Regions from separate parts of the Mus musculus genome. Here region 1 is linked to region 2. Evidence: chromatin contacts called from public Hi-C data. All regions are on one chromosome and are shown on one strand. The core of a region is the stretch at or near the end of the contact, and the rest is flanking DNA. Distances in the headings are between cores, read along the strand shown.

What was found. Hi-C and Micro-C count contacts between places; a contact is called where the count stands out from the background.
Region 1: a contact with region 2 is called in a Hi-C map of the N1E-115 cell line, with 1.9 times the contacts expected there. The contact joins the enhancer-like site here to the promoter of Selenon in region 2. A contact is called at or near these places in 3 of 484 Hi-C or Micro-C datasets (the N1E-115 cell line, bone marrow-derived macrophages and muscle stem cells), 4 of 115 datasets of contacts at active chromatin or transcription factors (the HPC-7 cell line, bone marrow-derived macrophages, embryonic stem cells and 1 more) and 3 of 9 other capture datasets (adipose tissue, embryonic stem cells and pancreatic islet).

Annotation. Positions count from the first base shown.
Region 1 is chr4:134,599,943-134,604,840 of GRCm38.p6, reverse strand. The region is part of intron 2 of Man1c1 (mannosidase, alpha, class 1C, member 1); the gene reads left to right. Among named protein-coding and RNA genes, the nearest start is that of Gm42326, 10 kb to the right of the region's middle. Within about 2 kb of position 3,255, at least 71 of the 459 cell types and tissues checked have an H3K27ac peak or open chromatin away from gene starts, as enhancers often do. A contact at or near this core is called in the HPC-7 cell line, the N1E-115 cell line and muscle stem cells, where this site is marked.
Region 2 is chr4:134,550,530-134,555,207 of GRCm38.p6, reverse strand. It overlaps Selenon (selenoprotein N), which reads left to right and starts at 3,042. Exons shown (of 12, transcript NM_029100.2): 1 at 3,042-3,271; 2 at 3,674-3,791. The coding sequence starts at 3,089.

The sequences.
Region 1 (4,898 bases), core at 2,006-4,505, 49 kb before region 2:
ACAATGCATTCCCAGGGTTCCTTTCATGTACCTGAGAAAGCAGCCATGGGGAGGCTCAGGCCATCACTCACTGTCTCTGCCATCTCAGTCCGGATGGTGATATCTCTCAAATCCTTTATCCCCTGAGACCCAGACAGACCCAGAAGCCCCACAGATTGCATCTGTCGTAATCCTCTCCCTGCTTGCTGATGGTTTTTGCAAGTTATCCCAGAGCATCTGGAGCTGATCTAGGAGGGCAGTGCCCAGCCTCTCCAGACTTGATTTTTGTCCCGTGGTGTCTTAATGATTTGAACTAAGCCTTTCATTGACTGGCAGAAACAGATTACATCTGTGCCTCCGAATCAGATCTGTGTCATTTCCTCCAGCATCCCCACGCTGGTACAGAGCGTGACAAATACTCCGGGCTTTGACTATTGAGAACTGCCCTGGCCGGGGTACCCTAGATACCCTGCCTCTCAATCTATGTGCACTGTGATGCAGTGAGTTGCCCAGGCTCCCATCCTTTTGTCCTCAGAAAGCCATTCGGACACCAGCATGAGCTCAGGTTAGCTGTGGGTGATACCTATATGCCACCTAAGATGACCGTTTGCTTCAGTAATGAGCCAGAGTCCCGTTTCATAGCGTGAATCGGGTGACCAGGGATGTTTAGTGACCTGGCCGCCCCCTCCTCATCATGCATGGGTCAGCATCCCAGGCCTGTCCCTTAGCAAGAGTCAGTCTGGATGCATGGGTCAGCATCCCAGGCCTGTCCCTTAGCAAGAGTCTAGTGGTGGGTGCTGCGTGTGCTCAAGAGTCTCTGTAGTAAGGAAGTTGTTGGACCTGGTGGCCTACATTGGGAGTCAGAGGCAAGTCTATCTCTGGGTTCGAGGCCAGCCTGGGGTACATAGTGACACTGTCTCAGAGTCAGGGAAACAGAGAGGGAGAAGGGGAGAGTGCAATTGGCTTCTGTCAGAATCTTGAATGAATGCTCTGGGAACCAAGAAAGACAAACCCCAGGGCTGTTGGCTGGGTGTCCCCACCCTCATCTCTCGATGCTGACCATGCTTGCTCCTCAGTCCTCTCAGCTGGTTCACTCATGACTCAGACCCTGCTGCACAGCCAGCATCCTCTTGGGTCTTTGATGGTTCTGGAGATAATAACAGGGCAAGACCTCTGCCTTCCTGGATCCCATGTGTCAGGGAAGTTTGGCCTCCTAGGAGCGCATCTGGAGCAGATAATGGGACCCAGAACGGTGTGGGGGCGGGGCGGGGGTGGGGATGGGCATCAGACCTGAAGGCAGCTACATGGTATTCATGCAGGAAAAAAAAACAAACAAAACATGCCGGCTGGCCCTGTACTGGGATGAGAGTCCCCAGGCCTCCAGGGAGAGATAAGTTCCTCACACACAGACAATGCCTGACAAGGAATGGCACTGAGGCCCCAGGTAGGACTTAACACCAGGCTGCAGAGAAGCATCCTTGACCGCCTGCACTAGGGACCTCTGCACAGTGGTGATGCGGAGGTCCTCTGGGGCAAACCCTGGCTCCCAACCCCTACTCTAAGACTTTTAGCTGACTCTAAGCCACTGTCTCTCATCTGTAACCACAGTCTCTTTGCCAAGTTGTCAGAAAGCGTGTGTGTGTGCTGTCAAGGCTCAGGGGTACCCCTTAGGGGTAGAGTATTTGCCAGTGTGTGTGAGGGCCTGGGTTCTGTCCCCAGCACCACAGCCAGGAATGGCAGTGCAGCCCAGATGCTGTAGCCCGAGTTCTGTGGGCTCTCTAGCCCCCAGGGCAGCTTAACAGGTAGAGGTACCATTGTTCCTTTTATACAGATAGTGAAACTGAGGCAGCACATGAACACTAGAGTCAAGTTTCCTTGGTGTCTCCAGAGTTCTACCCATTCTCTGTTGCTGGAAGGACTGCCCCCAGGGACTCAGCTCTGTACCAGTCTCTCCACCTCCCTGGCTACTTCTGCCATCTCCGTGTGTATCTTGGGGGTAAATGGGGCCCCTCTGATTGCAGTCTAATGAGTATTCATCTGGTTATCAGATCCACACATCTGTGCTGCTTGGCTCTGGCCCATGGAGTAAGAGGGAATGCATAGTAATCAATACATAGCCCTGTGTGGCCATAGTGTATGCCAGACAGGGTCTGTAACTGCACTGGGATGAGGAGACCCTCCCGTTACAGGCAGATTGAGGCTCTCCTAGCAGGATAGAGATACAGCTTGCTAACTATGCCGATCTGCAGGAGGGTGAGAGGCCTTAAAGCTTAAGTTATTCCTGCCAACACACACATGCACACACACACACACACACACACACACGCACACGCACACGCACACACTTACACAACCCTGAGTGACTATTGGGCACACCCCAGACTCATATCATAGCTCTGCTGAAGGTCTCTTCTGGGTCCACTCCAGACCACTCTTTATACAGCAGTCCATCACATCTGGTCCTAAGCTAGCTAGATCCCCTTCCCATAGCCCCCATGGCCCTGTGCAGCCTGGGTGTGACCCCCTCTCCAGCTGCTGCTTTCCCTCTTTCTCCATGCCTTCTACTTGCACGGAGAACTTGAACCATCACAAACTTGCTAGGATTTCCCATCCTCCGGTGTATGCAGAGCGTGCTTGCTTCCTGCCACACCTTGCCCTCTCCCCTCCGTACTCCTTAAGCTCTTATCAAATGGACACAGCACTTCCTAACCAAAGCGCACCACCCTCCAACGCAGCCCCATTCAGCTACCCTCCTCCCCTGTGCTGTAGACCTCTGCCCCTGCCCTCTGGCTGCCCGTAATCCTATACATGAGGTCTCAGAAGACACTGTTAGTAGAAAGGGGTGTTGGTTGAAGAGGGAACTCTGCAGATTTTAGGAGGTTGCCACCTGTGCTGGGGTGGAACTTCTATATGACACAGCTATTTTAGGGCCACCACTCTAGTAAGAAAGCCCCATTCGCCTCTGATTCACCAAGCCATAGTGAGTGTGTTTCTTCGGTGTGTCACCGGGACCCTGCCTGGGCTCAGGGAGTGTGTGTTCACATTCACCCAGGAGTCACCCAACACTCGTACAGGAGCTTAGGCATGGGTCGTGGCACCTTTCTTCCCATGGAACTCCTGTGCCAGGCCCCAGCACCCTGAGAGCAGAGTGGGGCTGAATGGATGGATGAATCTTGAATAAGTGACTTAATCCGACAAGCCTTGATCCTCATCTGTGAGATTGAGACAATTTGAGAGCTGTCACGAGGCTTCAGAGAGCAGTGTGTGGCACTGCAGTGCCTGGCAGGAAGTGAGCACGGGAGAGGGGGGTTGGGGGGGAGGCAGTTCTGATGAGGTCTTGCTGGTCATGGGTGTTTATCAGGTTTCACACTCCACCGGCATTCATTTCCTGGGGTGTCAAAACGGAGCCAGGATCTGGGAGCATCATGCAACTGGCGTCTCCTACTGTCATCCCATAGCAGAAGAGCAACAGAGAGGGAGGGGGCCAGATTCATCCACTGACCAGGACCCATGGCTGAGATAACTAACTAACCAACTCCTGTGATAACTGCATTCTTGAACAGAGGCTAGATACACTGTAAACAGAGACTGCAGGACCTCCTTATCTCCTAGGTCCCACCTGCAACACTGTTGCATTGGACTTTATATTCCTAGGATGTGGGCGGCACCTGGAACCTTAGCAAAAGGCATGCCAGGCACAGAGACCTGTGCAAATGGATGCCCTGAGCAAACCCAGGGTTCTGCTGGCAATATGTGGTTGGGACAGAGCATCCCTTGCAGAGTGGGTAACAGAGGTATCCTGCGGAGGCTACAAGGCCTGGACTGCATCTTTGCTCAATGCATCAGGAGTTAGAACAGAAGGAACGGGGCCTTTAAATAGGCCAATGGCGTGGGCAGAGCAGACTAAGCAAGTGTTGTGTTTCTCAGCTTCTAGCGAGTTCTGGATTCCGGGAATAGTTCCTAATAACGGTTTTCCTCCCAGAATCTCCAAGAAGCTTTTGCCTGGAAACAGCCTCTGAGAGCAATTCGAGTGACCCAGGAAATAGCATCATAAACATTCCAAGAAAGAAAGAAAAAAAAAAGAAACCCAGACCACGTAGGAATAGAAAGGCTACTGTGTGGGTGGTATGCGCTGGAATCCCAGCACTCAGGAAGCCAAGGCAGGAGGACCAGTTGCTTGAGGCTAGCCTGGGCTACTTAGGGAAGGAAACAGAAGCTTTCTGTGCAACTGAAAGGCTTCCTCCTACAAAACAGTGGTTTTTTTTTTTTTTTTTTTTTGACAGTGTGCCATATGCTTTGTGGTGTGGGCGGGGGTAGGGATGGGGCAGGTACCACTTTAGTGGATCTTCCTAGAAACTCATGTGACAGAACTTCCCAGGAGCCTTTGTTGCTCCTGAATTCAATGGTTATTTGATGAGACCGTCAGATCAGACAGGTCAGGAATTCTCAGAAGGCACAGCATGGATGGCTCTTCTTTGCACCTTGTGCGCAGGCGCTCAGCTGCGTAGGTTGGAGGCGGAGGCTTTTCATTCATGTGTCTGGAATCCATGCCAGTTGTTGGCCAGACCTCTGGTGGGACTGTCAGTCGGGATAAATGTACATGGAGTCCTAGTGGCTGTCTTGGGCTCCCCGACAATATGGCATCTGTCCCTCACAGAGGCAGGAGAGCTGCCAATTTCTTAAGGCTGGCCTAGAAACCAACATATCCTCACATTCTTTATTCTGTGGGTCCGAGTCATTACCTGTCCTGCCCAGGTGTTGGGGTAAAGCCAAGCAAGGAGCGTCCACACCCCAGGAAGCCTCACTGTCACGGGCAAGCACTGCCTTTGGTCCCCATCTGTAAAAATTCCAGTCTGCCACACACAGCCACCCTGCTCTCTGTGGCAGCCGAGAAAAGATGTCCGTGTTGTTTCACTGCA
Region 2 (4,678 bases), core at 1,793-4,292:
AAGCGGGGGAGCATGGCAGCGTCCAGGCAGACATGGCGCTGCAGGAGCTGAGAGTTCTACCTCCTGTTCCTAAGGCACCTGGGAGAAGACTGGATCCTTCGTGGTTAGGATGAGGGTCTCATTGCCAACCCCCACAGTGACACACGTCCTCCAACAAGGCCACCCTGAATAGTGCCACTCCCTGAGCCAAACGTATTCAAACCACCACCCTCTCCAATGGACACTGTGGAGTCCCTGAATAGGAAAAACAAGGCCCTCTCTTCATGGCACGGTGACAACGGGTGGCCAACATACTACAGAATAGCAGCAAAGTCAAGCCATGCTCACCATCTCGTGTCTCAAGACCTCACTGAACTCAGGAGGTCACTGACCTTCTAGACTTGCTGGCTCTTGAGCTCGGGGGACACCCTCACCTCCACCCCGACCTCCCCTTTCCCCAGTCCCCTGTCCCCTCCCTGTGCCTGCAGCCACTTAACCCTGGGATTACAGATGTGTCTACACTGATTTACTTACATGAGTACTGGGGATCTGAACCTGGGTCCTCGGGGTTGTGCAGCCACTGCTGAGCATCTCCTCAGCCCCCAACAGAGTTCAATAAAAAAAAAAAAAAAAAAGGGCTGGTGAGATGGCTCAGTGGGTAAGAGCACCCGACTGCTCTTCTGAAGGTCTGAAGTTCAAATCCCAGCAACCACATGGTGGCTCACAACCATCCATAATGAGATCTGACTCCCTCTTCTGGAGTGTCTGAAGATAGCTACAGTGTACTTATATATAATAAAAATAAATAAATCTAAAAAAAAAAAAAGTAACAAAGACATTAAAAAAAAAAAAAAACAGGCAGACTTGGCTGGGGCATGGTGGCGCACGCCTTTAGTCCCACACTTGGGAGGCAGAGGCAGGCAGATTTCTAAGTTTGAGGACAGCCTGGTCTACAGAGTGAGTTCCAGGGCAGCCAGGGCTACACAGAGAGACCCTGTTTCAAAAAACAAAAACAAAAAGGAAACTTCACTTGGCTAGGTGACCTGGGAAGAAAATAAGACAATATTATAAGCCAGCCGACCCCCATCTAGCACACAATGGCCTGGAATCCACTTGTGCATGCACACTGGGAGCCACTAGTGCACAGGACCTGATGGTGGTCTGCAAAGGTTACACATCTTTCCTGAAGACTGAAGTCTAGAACTTCACAGCCTCTGGCCCCTGGGAAAGAGCAGTCACCTTGGGGCCTTGGAACCTGAGGTCATTAAAGGATGCCTGGCAGGAAGTAGGACCCCTGGGGATGGCCCCAGAGGACAACTTTTCCTCTGGTTGCATCCTTTCCTTGCCTAATCCCTTTCCATGCCCAGTGTGCTCCAGGCAGATCTAGCTGGTAGTACTACACCATCTACTGGGGTTGCAGTAGTCAGCAGCTATGGCTCTGGCTCACTGAACCCCAGAAGGGCCTCTGGCACTCTCCATACACTGAGGCTGGGAAGGCCTCAGTGCTCACTGCCTGTGTGTGATCAGGAGCGATCTAAAGAAAGCCCTTCAGCTGGATCCTGAAGGGGAGGTGCTGGGTCCAGCCATCATTGGAGGCCACCATTTTTATGTGTGGCTAAAACCTGCTCAGTCATGTTCTGTTCTGGTATTATAAAGTGGATTCATGTGTGTGTGTGTGTGTGTGTATGTATGTATATGCATGTGAGTGTATATGTGTGTATGTATATATATATATGTGTGTATGTATATGTATGTATGTATGTATTGTATACATGTGTGTGTATGTATGTGAGTCTATGTGTGTGCATATTATGTGTGTATGTATGTGAGTCTATGTGTGTGCATATGTATGTGTGTATGTACGTGAGTCTATGTGGGTATGTGTATATGTGTGTATATGTGTATGTGTATATGTGTATATGTATATATGTGTGTATATGTGTGTGAGAGTATGTGTGTTGTGTATGTGTGTATATGTGTATGTGTGTATATATGTGTGGGTGAGTCTGTGTATATATTCATGTATGTATGTATGTATATGTGTGTATGTATGTGTGTACGTGTGTATATGTATGTGTATGAGTCTATGTGTGTATATGTGTGTATGTATATGTGAGTCTATGTGTGTATATGTATGTTTGTATGTATGAATGTATGTATGTATGTGTATATGTGTGTGTTTGAGTCTGTGTCCATATTCATGTATGTATGTATGTATGTGTATATGTGTGTGTTTGAGTCTATGTGCATATTCATGTATGTATGTATATATGTGTACGTGTGTGAGTCTATGTGTGTGTATGTATGTGTGTACTATGTGTGTGTGTATGCGTATTATGCCAATGTCAGGTCTCTTCCTCTATCACTCTCCAACTTATTTTTTGAGACAGGGTCTCTCACCTGTTTGGCTAGACTAACTGGCCAACAAGTCCCAAGGGTTTTTCTGCTCAACCTTCCTATTAAATAATGTGTGGGCACATCTGGCTTTTTAGCACGGGTGCTAGGGATCAGCTTCTGCAACAACCCGCTGTGTCCTCTCCCCAGTTCCCAGGAGTTCTTTTGAGTCCTAACCATATTTTAGATCATAATTTCAACAGCACTCTTTCACTATGGCACACACATTTTGCAGAACTAACTGAACTTTGGATGGAAGGGAGGGAGAAAGGGAAAGAGCCTGTGTGTGCAGGGATGAGGGTGATCATAGCCTGTGTGTGCAGGGATGAGGGTGATCATAGCCTGTGTGTGTGCGCAGGGATGAGGGTGATTATACTTGGAGGCTCAGAAGACAGGAGGAGCATCACAAGTTCAGGGTCAGCTTGGACAACACAGCGAGTTTCAGGCTTGCCTGAGCTACAGAGTGAAAGGATGTCTAAAAGAATTTATTTATTTATTTATTATTTTATTTATTTTGGAAGCGGCGAGGTAGAGGGCCTATGGACCGGCTGAGCAGGCGCTGTGCCCTCGGGACCTCCCTCTTTCCCCGGCAGTGATGGGCCGGCAGTCCACCCTGCTGACGCCCTCCCTCCCAGCTCCGCCCCGCCCCGCGCCGCCCGCCCCGCGCCGTGCGATCCCCTTCCCTGCAGCCGCCGGGATCCCCGGAGCCGCCGCCATGGGCCAGGCCAGGCCCGCAGCGCGCCGCCCGCACAGCCCGGACCCCGGCGCTCAGCCCGCGCCTCCACGCCGCCGCGCCCGCGCCCTGGCGCTGCTCGGAGCCCTGCTGGCGGCCGCCGCCGCTGTCGCCGCTGCCCGGGCCTGCGCGCTCCTCGCCGACGCCCAGGCGGCCGCGCGGCAGGTCGGAGGGGACAGGAGGGGGACAGTGGCTGCAGAAAGAGGCGCAGAGCAAAGCTCTACCCCGCACCAGGGAAGGGGGGAAGTGGGGAGGCCGGAGGGGACAATGGCCAGGACAGGGTAAAAAGTAGGACCGGGCCTTTGGGAGAGGAGGGAGGGAACTCGGAGTAGACAATGGATGAAGACGTGGAGTGAAGCTGGGACCAGACGCGACTGAAAAGGGGACAAGGAACTCTGGGACTGTTGGGAAGTGACATTTGAGCAAATGGGCTGGCAAGTGTGGAGGGGACTCTGGAAAAGAATGGCAGGAGCCACTGTAGCAGGAAGCAGCTCCCTGCTTCAGGGACTGGGATGGAGAGTTTGGGGCCCATGGTGATGCTTAGCTCAGCTCCTTCCTTCCCAGCAGGAATCGGCATTAAAGGTCCTGGGGACAGATGGCCTCTTTCTCTTTTCCTCGCTGGACACTGACCAGGATATGTACATCAGTCCGGAGGAATTCAAACCCATTGCGGAGAAACTGACAGGTACCAGAGAGGCTGGGCACTCAGGGAAACCTAAAAGGAATTGGGCCCGGGCCCCGAGCCCACACCCCCTCACCACTTTCGGGCTGGTGGGTACCTGAGTTGCCGTAGCACCCAATCCCATTTCAATGGTGACAGTAGCATTCCTCCGGCCACCTGCCAGGCCACATCCTCAAATTGAAGCCTTGAAAGAGGATGCAGCCTTTACACCTGTCCCACGCCTGGGGCCGTGGCTGCTGTCAGGCTAAGCTGTATTTGAAGCGATGAAGATGCAGGCAGATTGACCCTCTTGCCAGGCTAGAAGACGACAGAGCCAGGTTAGACCTGACCTGACTCACAGGGTTAAGGATTTCAGAGACTGTGTGTGCAATGGCCAATATGCAGACAGTCACAAACAGGAAGGAGTCACAGCTGCTGGCACTGCTCTAAAGCCTAGGTTGTATAATTCCTAGTCGCCAGCCAGTGCTGCCCAGGTGCGGATTTCCTTACGATAAATGGGAGGAGGATAATCGGAGTCTCGAATGAATGAATTATAAAGTGCTTGTCCCTCCCGTCCAGGCTGTGTGTCAGTGCACTTGTGAGCTCTGTGCTCATGTACGGTGTGCCTATGACAGAGGACAGCCTCGAGGGTCAGTGCCCAGGTGCCTTCCACTGTTTGTTTGAGGCAGAGTCTCTCCTTAGCCTGGAACTCTTCCACGGATGCCAGGCTGGTGGCCAGCAAGCGGCCAGTGATCCTTTTGCTCCCCTGTCCTGGTGCTGGGGTGACAGGTTTATCTCTGATCCTGCCTGGCTTTTTACATGGCCTCTAGGGGTCTGATCTCATGCTTGTGAGGCTAGTGCTTTATCAAGGGAGCCATCTTCCTTATTGAGACTGAACACAGAGCTTATGC